Regions from separate parts of the Sus scrofa genome. Here region 2 is linked to region 1. The links are chromatin contacts, called in public promoter capture Hi-C maps. All regions are on one chromosome and are shown on one strand. The core of a region is the stretch at or near the end of the contact, and the rest is flanking DNA. Distances in the headings are between cores, read along the strand shown.

The links. Promoter capture Hi-C pulls out the DNA fragments that hold promoters and counts their contacts.
Region 2: a contact with region 1 is called in a promoter capture Hi-C map of liver, with 2.1 times the contacts expected there. The contact joins the enhancer-like site here to the promoter of UBAP2 in region 1. A contact is called at or near these places in 1 of 5 promoter capture datasets (liver), 4 of 47 Hi-C or Micro-C datasets (embryonic fibroblasts, liver and skeletal muscle) and 2 of 2 datasets of contacts at active chromatin or transcription factors (alveolar macrophages and skeletal muscle).

What each region holds. Positions count from the first base shown.
Region 1 is chr10:32,753,079-32,757,744 of Sscrofa11.1, reverse strand. UBAP2 (ubiquitin-associated protein 2) reads right to left here and starts at 2,038. Exons shown (of 28, transcript XM_021064693.1): 1 at 1,623-2,038.
Region 2 is chr10:32,848,459-32,853,124 of Sscrofa11.1, reverse strand. It overlaps UBAP2 (ubiquitin-associated protein 2), which reads right to left. Exons shown (of 28, transcript XM_021064693.1): 9 at 2,189-2,241. Among named protein-coding and RNA genes, the nearest start is that of UBAP2, 95 kb to the right of the region's middle. Within about 2 kb of position 1,819, at least 4 of the 83 cell types and tissues checked have an H3K27ac peak or open chromatin away from gene starts, as enhancers often do. A contact at or near this core is called in liver, where this site is marked.

The sequences.
Region 1 (4,666 bases), core at 789-3,288:
TCTGAATCATATTCTGAATTATTGAAGGTCAGAAGCAATAAGGAAGCAAACGGACAAAAATCAGAGCTGTGGGAAACAAGTGGGCCAGGGTGCGGGGCCGGGGACATTGGGGTGGGGGGTGACTACTCAACATATATGTGAACTAGCCTTAAGGACGAAAAATCAGGAAGAACACACTGGAAGCAAGCCCAAGAGTAGTGTGGCGGAAACTAATCACGTCTGCCCTATGGTAAGACAAGGCTTCAGAGCAATGGGAGGATAGCCCTAACTTAGGGGCTCTACAGGCAGGTTAGAGATTCGGGTGCACTGGAAGACCATAACATCTCCAGAGAGTGGAATTTATCCCTTCCTGAGACAGACACCACCCCAAGAGAGTCACCCAATCCCCTCTGTAGGAGAGCTTAAGTATTAATATTCACCTTCCTTCCACTTCCATTAGACAAACTGACACTAAAAATTAAGAATGCACAATTTCTGGTGAAAAGCGAGGATTAGACTACTCACATATCCCTTGGTCTTAAAAGTACTATCATAATCGAAGCGAAAATATAAAATTACATTCACCCAAAAAATGAATTGTATGCCCTTTATCAGATAAAAGATGATCTCTGGACACCTTATGGAGACCTTCAAAACTCTCAATTATTCAGACGCACAAGAGCTGAAGAAAGTAAGCCTAAATACTAGTAGAGACATCTTGGATACAAGTAGAAACAATATCCAACAGAGGTGGAAGTAAACTACCGGATTATGTCAAACAGGAAATAACAGGAATGATGATGGAATCACGCAATCAACTCCCAGAGAGAACAAGGATGAGACCAGAGTGGTGAGAACAGTGGTGGCACGTGAGGTGCGAGGACAACTAATTAGACTGAAAACCCTGGGGGAAAAGTGGAAAGCCAAGTGAAAAGTGATTCAGCGGCAAAGAAAACTGAGATGCAATGCACCAATGGAAGAGTAACATTTTGAATAGTATTCTAAGAGTGCTTTAGTTTACAAAGCTCTTGCAAACCTACACTAAAGAACAACTGTGACACGGCCAGACTACAGGAACTGGGAACGTGGAGGAAAACTGAGTCCTAAGTGTCTGACACCAAAACCTTCCCGAATGAAGAGGAGAAGTGGAACTGCACTAGCCTCTGGGTAGCCGGGAAAGGCGAGAGAGCGCAGAAGTAAGGCTCTGAAATATCTAGTCCCAGGTCTAGCGACAGGCATGAAAACGGAAAAGTGGTCGGTCGGCGACAGCGTGGCGCGGGAGCTCCAGCGGACAGGCAAGGGAGGGACAACGGTGGGAGAGAAAACCACACCCTCCAGGGCAGAAACCCGACCGGGGGGAGGGGAAGGCGCCCCCTGGGGCTGGGTGGGGCCGGGACGACAAGCGTTGGGGTAGGCAGGAAGGAGCCCCGGACAACCCGCGGGAGAGAGGAAGGACTGCACCAGGCCTGGGCAAACTGAGGACGCGTGAAACCAGCGAGGGAAGCTCGGCCCGCTTTCACGGGTGGGCGCTGGGGCACTATGAAGAAGGTTGGAGAAAAGAAGAACAGAAGCCAGGACTACCGGGCGCAAGCTGCAGAGCTCAGGGACCTGGACCGGGGAAGGTGAGAGAAGGTGCCAATTACCGCTGCTGCTCTCGCTGGACTCGGGACCCGCTGCTGCTGCTGCCGCTGCCGCTGCCGCTTGCCGCTGCCGCTGCCGCCGCCGCCGCCGCCGCTCGTTACCTGCCAATGTGCCTCTTACAAAGCGGCGGCGGCGGCAGAGGCTGCTCGGCCCGTCACGTGACCTCTACGTCATGGGCGAAGGAGGAGCCACTACAAGTCGCTCGCCCGCGGCTCGTCATCAACCCGCCCACAGAGCGCGTCGCTCTCACTAACCAACCCCCCGTCATGCCCTCCAGACTGGGCCAGCATGGTTGAGGCAGGGGGAGGCACGCAGATGGAGCCAACAAGGGCGAGTTTACGCAGTTTCTCGTACTCGGAGTTGTTAGGGACGTGCTAGCTCCCGCCTCCAGGAAGCCCACAAGTGCAGCTCGTTGTCGCGCTGTGATGACCTCACAAGGCACCACAGGTCGCTGCCTTGCGGCCGCCTTCCTCTCATCACGTGAAGTGGTCCAACCACTCAAGAAGACCCTAGCCTGCCAAGCGTTGCGCCAGGGCACTACGATTCTCAACTTGCTGCACAGCAAAGCCATCTACCACCACATCCTTTCCCTCGTGGCTTCATGGATGGTGCGGCTGTGACTTCGGACCGAGGGAAGGCCGAGACGGAAAGCGGACAGGGCAGGCATCTGAGACTAATGCTAGTGAGCGGCCCCTGCTAGGCAGCTGAGCATGATTCCTGCTGGGAGATGTAGTCGCCGTGGGAGGTGGGGTTCGGCTACCACCTTCCCGAGCCGGCGCTCTGCCCCGCCCCCCTGCGCGGGAAAACACCAACGGCTCGCGGAGATATCCGTTGCACCCAGCTGGCTTCCCAGGGAACCTCCACCGGAGTGGGAAGGCCCCGAGGCTTACGTCCTACGAAACGTGGGCTCAAATTATGCAGTCCCAAGCCCCTTATGCGTGAAAAGACTAACATTTCTAGAAAGCCTACTCGTCAGCCGTTTATACAACCAGTTTTATTAAGTCGTAAAGTCAACCCTTTGAGGCTGGGATTGTCCCGGTTTTAAGCAAAGAGAAAGGATCAGGGAGGTTCAGTTGTTAACTGGCTGAGGAGACCCAAACCAGATTATCTGTCTCCTAATAATGAATAACCTGCCTCTCAAAATGACCTCACCTGTTAAGCATAAAGAAGGAGCTAATGGTTTATAATTGTAGCAGAGTATTTTAGAGTATGTTCTCAATTACTGGACGGTTGACCCTCAAAGGCAGTATCTAAGGACTTTGGAATCCAGCAGGCCTTACCTCGATTTGAGCTTTCCTTTGTGATAACACCGCTTCACCAGGTTGTGAAATAAGATTATGTAAAATACCAGATTGGCACAGAATAAACCCTCAATAAATATTAGCGATTATTTTCACACCCTGCATGTATCCTTGGGCACCATAGGTCCAAGATGAAAAGGGAATTAGCACATACTGATCTTTGTATGGGGCACTCTACGAGTTACTAACTTGCCAGGTACTAATAGACTTGTAGGTTAAAGTACTTGATGCAAAACACTTGAATCCTTAATAGCCTGCTCAGTTCAAGGGAAAACTTTGTTTTTCATCTGAATTGATCAAGAATGCTCAGGCTGTGCCTTTAACAAATAGAACTTATTATCATGACCATTCATGTGTAGATGTATCTTATCTCTCTTTTTACAGTGAGCTAGCGTTGTATATAGTCAGTTTAGTCTTCCTTCTTTTTGTATTTCTGCTGTATAGAAATGTGTGGGAGAGGAGTTCCCATCTTGGCACAGCAGAAACGAATCTGACTGGGAACCACGACGTTTCGGGTTCAATCTCCGGCCTCATTCAGTGGCCTAAAAATCCGGCATTGCCATGAGCTGTGGTGTAGGTCGAGGATGCGGTTCGGATCTGGTGTTGCTGTGGCTACAGGTCCAATTAGACCCCTAGCCTGAGAACCTCCATATGCCGTGGGTGCAGCCCTAAAAAGAAAGACCAAAAAAAGAAAAAAAGAAATGTGTGGGAGAGTCAAAGATAAAAACCATCCTTTGAGAGGCACAGACATAATGGAAAGAGCACAAGAAAACACTTCCAAAGGATCTATACGAACCTGCTAACAGCTGTTTTTGAGAAGTGGGAAAGAGGGTTTGTGATTGAGGGCGCAGTGAAAAGAAACTATAGTCTATAAGTTAACTATCTGCATGGAGGAGTTCCCATCGTGGCACAGGGTAAACAATCCAACTAGGAACCATAAGGTTGCAGGCTCTATCCCTGGCCTCGCTTAGTGGGTTAAGGATCTGGTGTTGCCATGAGCTGTGGTGTAGGTCGCAGATGGGGCTCAGATCTGGCATTGCTGTGGCTGTGGCGTAGGCTGGCAGCTGTAGCTCTGATTGGACGCCTAGCCTGGAAACCTCCATATGCTGCAGGTGCTGCCCTAAAAAGAAAAAAAAAATAATAAAAATTCTACGTGGAGAAAGTACTGGTGTTTAAGACTATGTGTTGGTTTATACAAGCTATGTTACCTCTCCAGGCCTCAGTTTCCTCTTATATTTTAAAACGTCTGTCTTTCTATGCCAAGCATATTGCCCTGGGCGGTTTCACCAAATTATCATTTATCAAGGAACATGTCCTACCTAAGACCTGGAATGGGGGGAAGGGCATAAGAGTCCTAAAACCTTACTCACTATAGTTATTACCACCTGGATGCAATAGAACTATCCTTTCCAAATCTCTCCTAAGGGATATCACTACCACCCTTTTCTACCCAGCCTGACTGACATTAACTCCAAAACAAATTTCACATCCTGTAACTGCAAAGAACATCACCATCCTTTTCACCAGTTTTTGTTTGCTTAACTGCTCTTGGTTGGACTGAAGTGAAAGCATTAATGAGATGGAAAATTCTCAGAAGCCTGGGACTTTTTGTTTGTCTGTTTTGTGTTTGTTTGTTTTGCTTTTTAGGGCCAATCCTGCAGCATATGGAAGTTCCCAGGCTAGGCATTGAATCGGAGCTGTAGCTGCCAGCCTGCACCACAGCCATAGCAACACCAGATCTGAGC
Region 2 (4,666 bases), core at 570-3,069, 96 kb before region 1:
TAATTATATTGTGAGACAACATGCTCTAAACAGAATATTACTGCCTATATGCATGTACATTTGAACCTCTTGTTAGCTGACTTACATTACAGACCTCATCTGAGGCACAGAATAACTCCATCAGTTAGGCAGGATAGTTAGAGAGGCGCAGAAAAGAAAGATGCCTCACCTAAGGCGAAAAGGTCAACCTAGCTAGAATTCAAATACAGGGCATATGCCTTCTGATAGCCTGCTGACTCTCTAACCTGCAGGATGAACCAGACAACAGGCAAGCAGATCTAAAACTCTTAATTCTGGAAGGCTTTTTTTTTTCCTTTATAGTAAACTCTTAGCGAAAACTCTAGTAACACAAAACACTTAAAAACAGAACAGCTTTGTCTGAAATAAGGTAAAGTGCCAAAGGCTGCTCACTCTGACTTTTTATCATCCCACCAGTAATTCTAAAAGCCACCATTTAGCCCAGTCTCCTCAGACTACAGGCAACAGACAGCCCAGTGACATCATTCCCCAAGGACTTATGGACAGTGTGTGACCAAAGTGAAAATATACCTTACATCTCCAAAATTCCAATCAGGTGCATATATCTTTCTCCTCCTTTCTCACACCCTACCCAGCTCAGTCCCTAACAAGTCAGATAAAACAGTGCTAAAAAGAAAGGAAGCACAAGTGCAGTTTTGTTTAAAAAAAAAAAAAAAGTACAAAAATGGGAAGGGAGGTGGAATAATCTCAAAAAGAAAAATAAAACCTTCAAGTCTGGGGCACTTTATGTGATTCTCAAGGGCAGTAAGCCCTTTATTAGCATCCCCTAATGTCAGCTATAACTCATGAACATGTGTCATACTTGTGTGCTGGCTCTTGAGAGGTAAACAGAGTTATCTTATGCTAACCGTGAACTTAGAGAGCAACACTATCCTGAAGCCAGTGTAGTGCACTCAAATATGTCTGAGGAATAAATGAATACAAAAGAGCCAGAATAGTTGAAAATGGAAGCAGTTGAGCCTAGAACCAGAATTATTTATTTGAGTTCATTTCAACTGTGAACCCCAAACACAGACTCTCTCCTTTAATAAAAAGGTTAGAGAGTTCTCTAGTGGTTCAGTGGGTTAAGGATCTAGTGTTGTCACTGCAGGGGCTTGGGTCACTGCTGTGGCACAGGTTTGATCTCTGGCCTAGGAACTTCTATATGCTGCAGGTACAGCCACCAAAAAAAAAAAAAAAAAAAGAAAGAAAGAAAGAAAGAAAGAAAAATGCATTTGGTTGTAGTTCCCGTTGTGGCAAGCAGAAACCAATCCAACTAGTAACCATGAGGTTGCAGGTTCAACCCCTGGCCTCGCTCAGTGGGTTCAGGATACAGCGTTGCCATGAGCTATAGGTTGCAGACACAGCTCGGGTCCAGTGTTGCTGTGGCTGTGGCACAGGCCAGAGGCTACAGCTCTGATTCAACCCCTAGCATGGGAACCTCCATATACCTCAGGTGCGGCCCTAAAAAGAGGGGGAAAAAAAGGGTTGTAAAGGAGTTCCCACTGTGGCTCAGCAGAAACAAAGCTGACTAGTATCCATGAGGATGCAGGTTTGATCCCTGGCTCCATCCAGTGGGTTAAGGATCTGGCATTGCTATAGCTGTGATGCAGGCCAACAGCTGCAGTTCCAATTTGACCCCTAGCCTGGGAACTTTCATATGCTGCGGGTGCAGCCCTAAAAAGAAAAAGGAAAAAAAGAAGTTATAGAGGTTCTCTTGCGGTGCAGTGGGTTAAGGATCTGGTGTGGTCACTGCAGCAGGCAGAGTCACTGCTTTGGCATGGGTTTGATTCCTGGCCTGGGAACTTCCACATGCCACAGGCACGGCCAAAAAAAGAAAAGGTTTTAAAGATTAATCGTTCACAGGCCAGGGTAATAACATCAGTTGGTTATCAGGCCAAAGAAAACAACGATGATAAGCCAAAAAATGATGTCATTCCTATTTAACACTCAGTCACCTTTAAATGTATGCTTTGAAACCAAGTTTCTCAAAAATCTCAAAACATCAACTTCCTTCTGAGAAGCATCTGCTTTAAAAAAACGTGGTAATCACAGACATCTGAAAGGGAGCCAAAAAGAGCCAGAAAGTGTGCCGGGGTTTCCAGCAAAGTATCCCTGTCCCTACCAGAATCCAAGAGCAAGATGGGTCAGATCTGATGCTGACACTTACATCTTCAGTCCAGTCTTCTGTCGTCCACTCTTCCACAGAATTCTTCCAGGCTCCTGTTGAGAACATCACAGTTTATACCACAATGGTCAAATATTGTCTTTTCCAAATGATTCTCCATTGTGTACTACACAAGATCTATCACATAACTGATTAACAATAAATTCAAAATTCAAGAAATGTTAGGCTCATAATCTACCTCAAGAAAGTCATGTTTTCTTTCTTTCTTTCTTTGCTTGTAGGGCCACACGCACATCATATGGAGGCTCCCAGACTAGGAGTTGAATCAGAGCTGTAACTACAGGCCTATACCACAGCCATAGCAATGCAGGATCTGAGCCATGTCAGTGACCTAAACCACAGCTCATGCCAACACCAGATCCTTAACCCACTGACTGAGGCCAGGAATTGAACCTGCATCCTCATGGATACTAGTCGGATTTTTTTCCATTGCACCACAACGGGAACTCCTCAGTCATGTTTTCAAACACAGCTTGGCTAAGTACTATCCACATAAACTCAAAAGGAATGTCTCAAATTGATTTTGTTTCAATGTACATAATATCCAAAGTATGAAAGTATGGTACAGCACAAATAAATACATTCAATAATGAGGTCCTTATGATATGTAACATTTAAAAGGGAACAAAATTCAATATAAGGCAGCTAGCTCTGCTTTGGGCCCTAATTTCAGATGGATTATGGAATTATCAAATCTAGAGAAACACCCTTTTTATATTTACTCCACTGTATGGTTTCCTAATAGATCTCTAGGAAAGCTGAGTATTAGTCCTATTCATATGAAGTCTGTTGTAACTCCTGATGAGCAGGTACAGAGGATGTGCTCAAACAGTTCTTACAGAACAATCATCTATACAAAACAATTACATGCTTTAAAAAATGCAAATTCATACCCAGATGAAATAGCTTTAAAAGGAAGCACACGATGATACTAACTATAACCACCACCAGGAAGTAGGGCTGTGAATGTTTTCAGTGCCTTCAACGGGAAGAAAAGAGCTGAGCATCTGACCTGAGGTTTGTGTGTGGAAAAAGGAGAGGTATACTCCTTAGGAAAAAGGCTGATGAAAAGATCTAACTTCCTTTGGTTTTTTTTTTTGTTTTTGTCTTTTTTATCTTTTCTAGGGCCGCTTCCTGCAGCCCTAGATGTAAGCTGTGGTGTAGGTCTCAGACAAGGCTCGGATCTGGCATTGCTGTGGCTGTGGCATAAGCTGGCGGCTACAGCTTCGATTAGACTCCTAGCCTGGGAGCCTCCATATGCCAAGGGTGCAGCCCTAAAAAGATAAAATAATAATAATAATAATAAAGATTTACAATTCAACGAAAAGCTGAGGCTTGACCTAAGCAGTTTTAGGAATGCTATAATCAAGAAATAGAAAGCAGGAGTTCCCGTCGTGGCGCAGTGGTTAACGAATCCGACTAGGAACCATGAGGTTGCGGGTTCGATCCCTGCCCTTGCTCAGTGGGTTAACGATCCGGCGTTGCCGTGGGCTGTGGTGTAGGTTGCAGACTCGGCTCGGATCCCACGTTGCTGTGGCTCTGGTGTAGGCCAGTGGCTACAGCTCCAATTGGACCCCTAGCCTGGGAATCTCCATATGCCGCGGGAGCGGCCCAAGACCAAGAAATAGCAAAAAATACCAAAAAATACCAAAAAAAAAAAAAAAAAAAGAAACAGAAAGCAATTTCATGGAATTCCCGTTGTGGATCACTAGAAACTAACCTGACTAGTATCCATGAGGATGCAGGTTTGATCCTTGGCCTCAATCAATGGATTAAGGATGTGGCATTGCTGCAAGCTGTGGCATGGGTCACAGCTGTAGCCTGGATTGGATCCCTGGCCTGGGAACTCCCATATGCCAGAGCTGAGGCCAAAAAAAAAAAAAAAAAAGGAGGGGGACTATTATTCCAAGGGAGATAAACAATGATGAGGCATTCAAAAAAACAATTTATATTAAAAGTAACCTAAAATTCAGGAGTTTCCATTGCGGCTCAGCAGGTTAAGGATCCAACACTGACTCCATTTCAGTCCCTGGCCTGGCTCAGAGGGTTAAGGATCAAGCATTGCCGTGAGCTGTGGTGTAGGTCTCAGACGCAGCTTGGATCTAGCGTTGCTGTGGCTCTGTCGTAGGCCGGAAGTTGTGGCAAAGGTTGCAGATGAGGCTTGGATCCAGTGTCTCTGTGGCTATGGTGGAGGCTGACACCTGCACCTCCAATTAGAAGCCTAGCCTAGGAACTTCCATATGCCACAGGTACAACCATTAAATGAAAAAAAAAAGAAGAAGAAGAAGAAGAAGAAGAAGATGCAATTCATATGTGATATTCTATTCAAAATTTCCCAACTAGTACATTGTGGGTGAGTTACAGGTAAATTATGCGAGATTCCCTCAGGCAGTTGGGAAACAGGACTTGGGACAACTTGAGCCCCTAGAATAATAACTGGCCAAAGGAGCATCTTTAGTT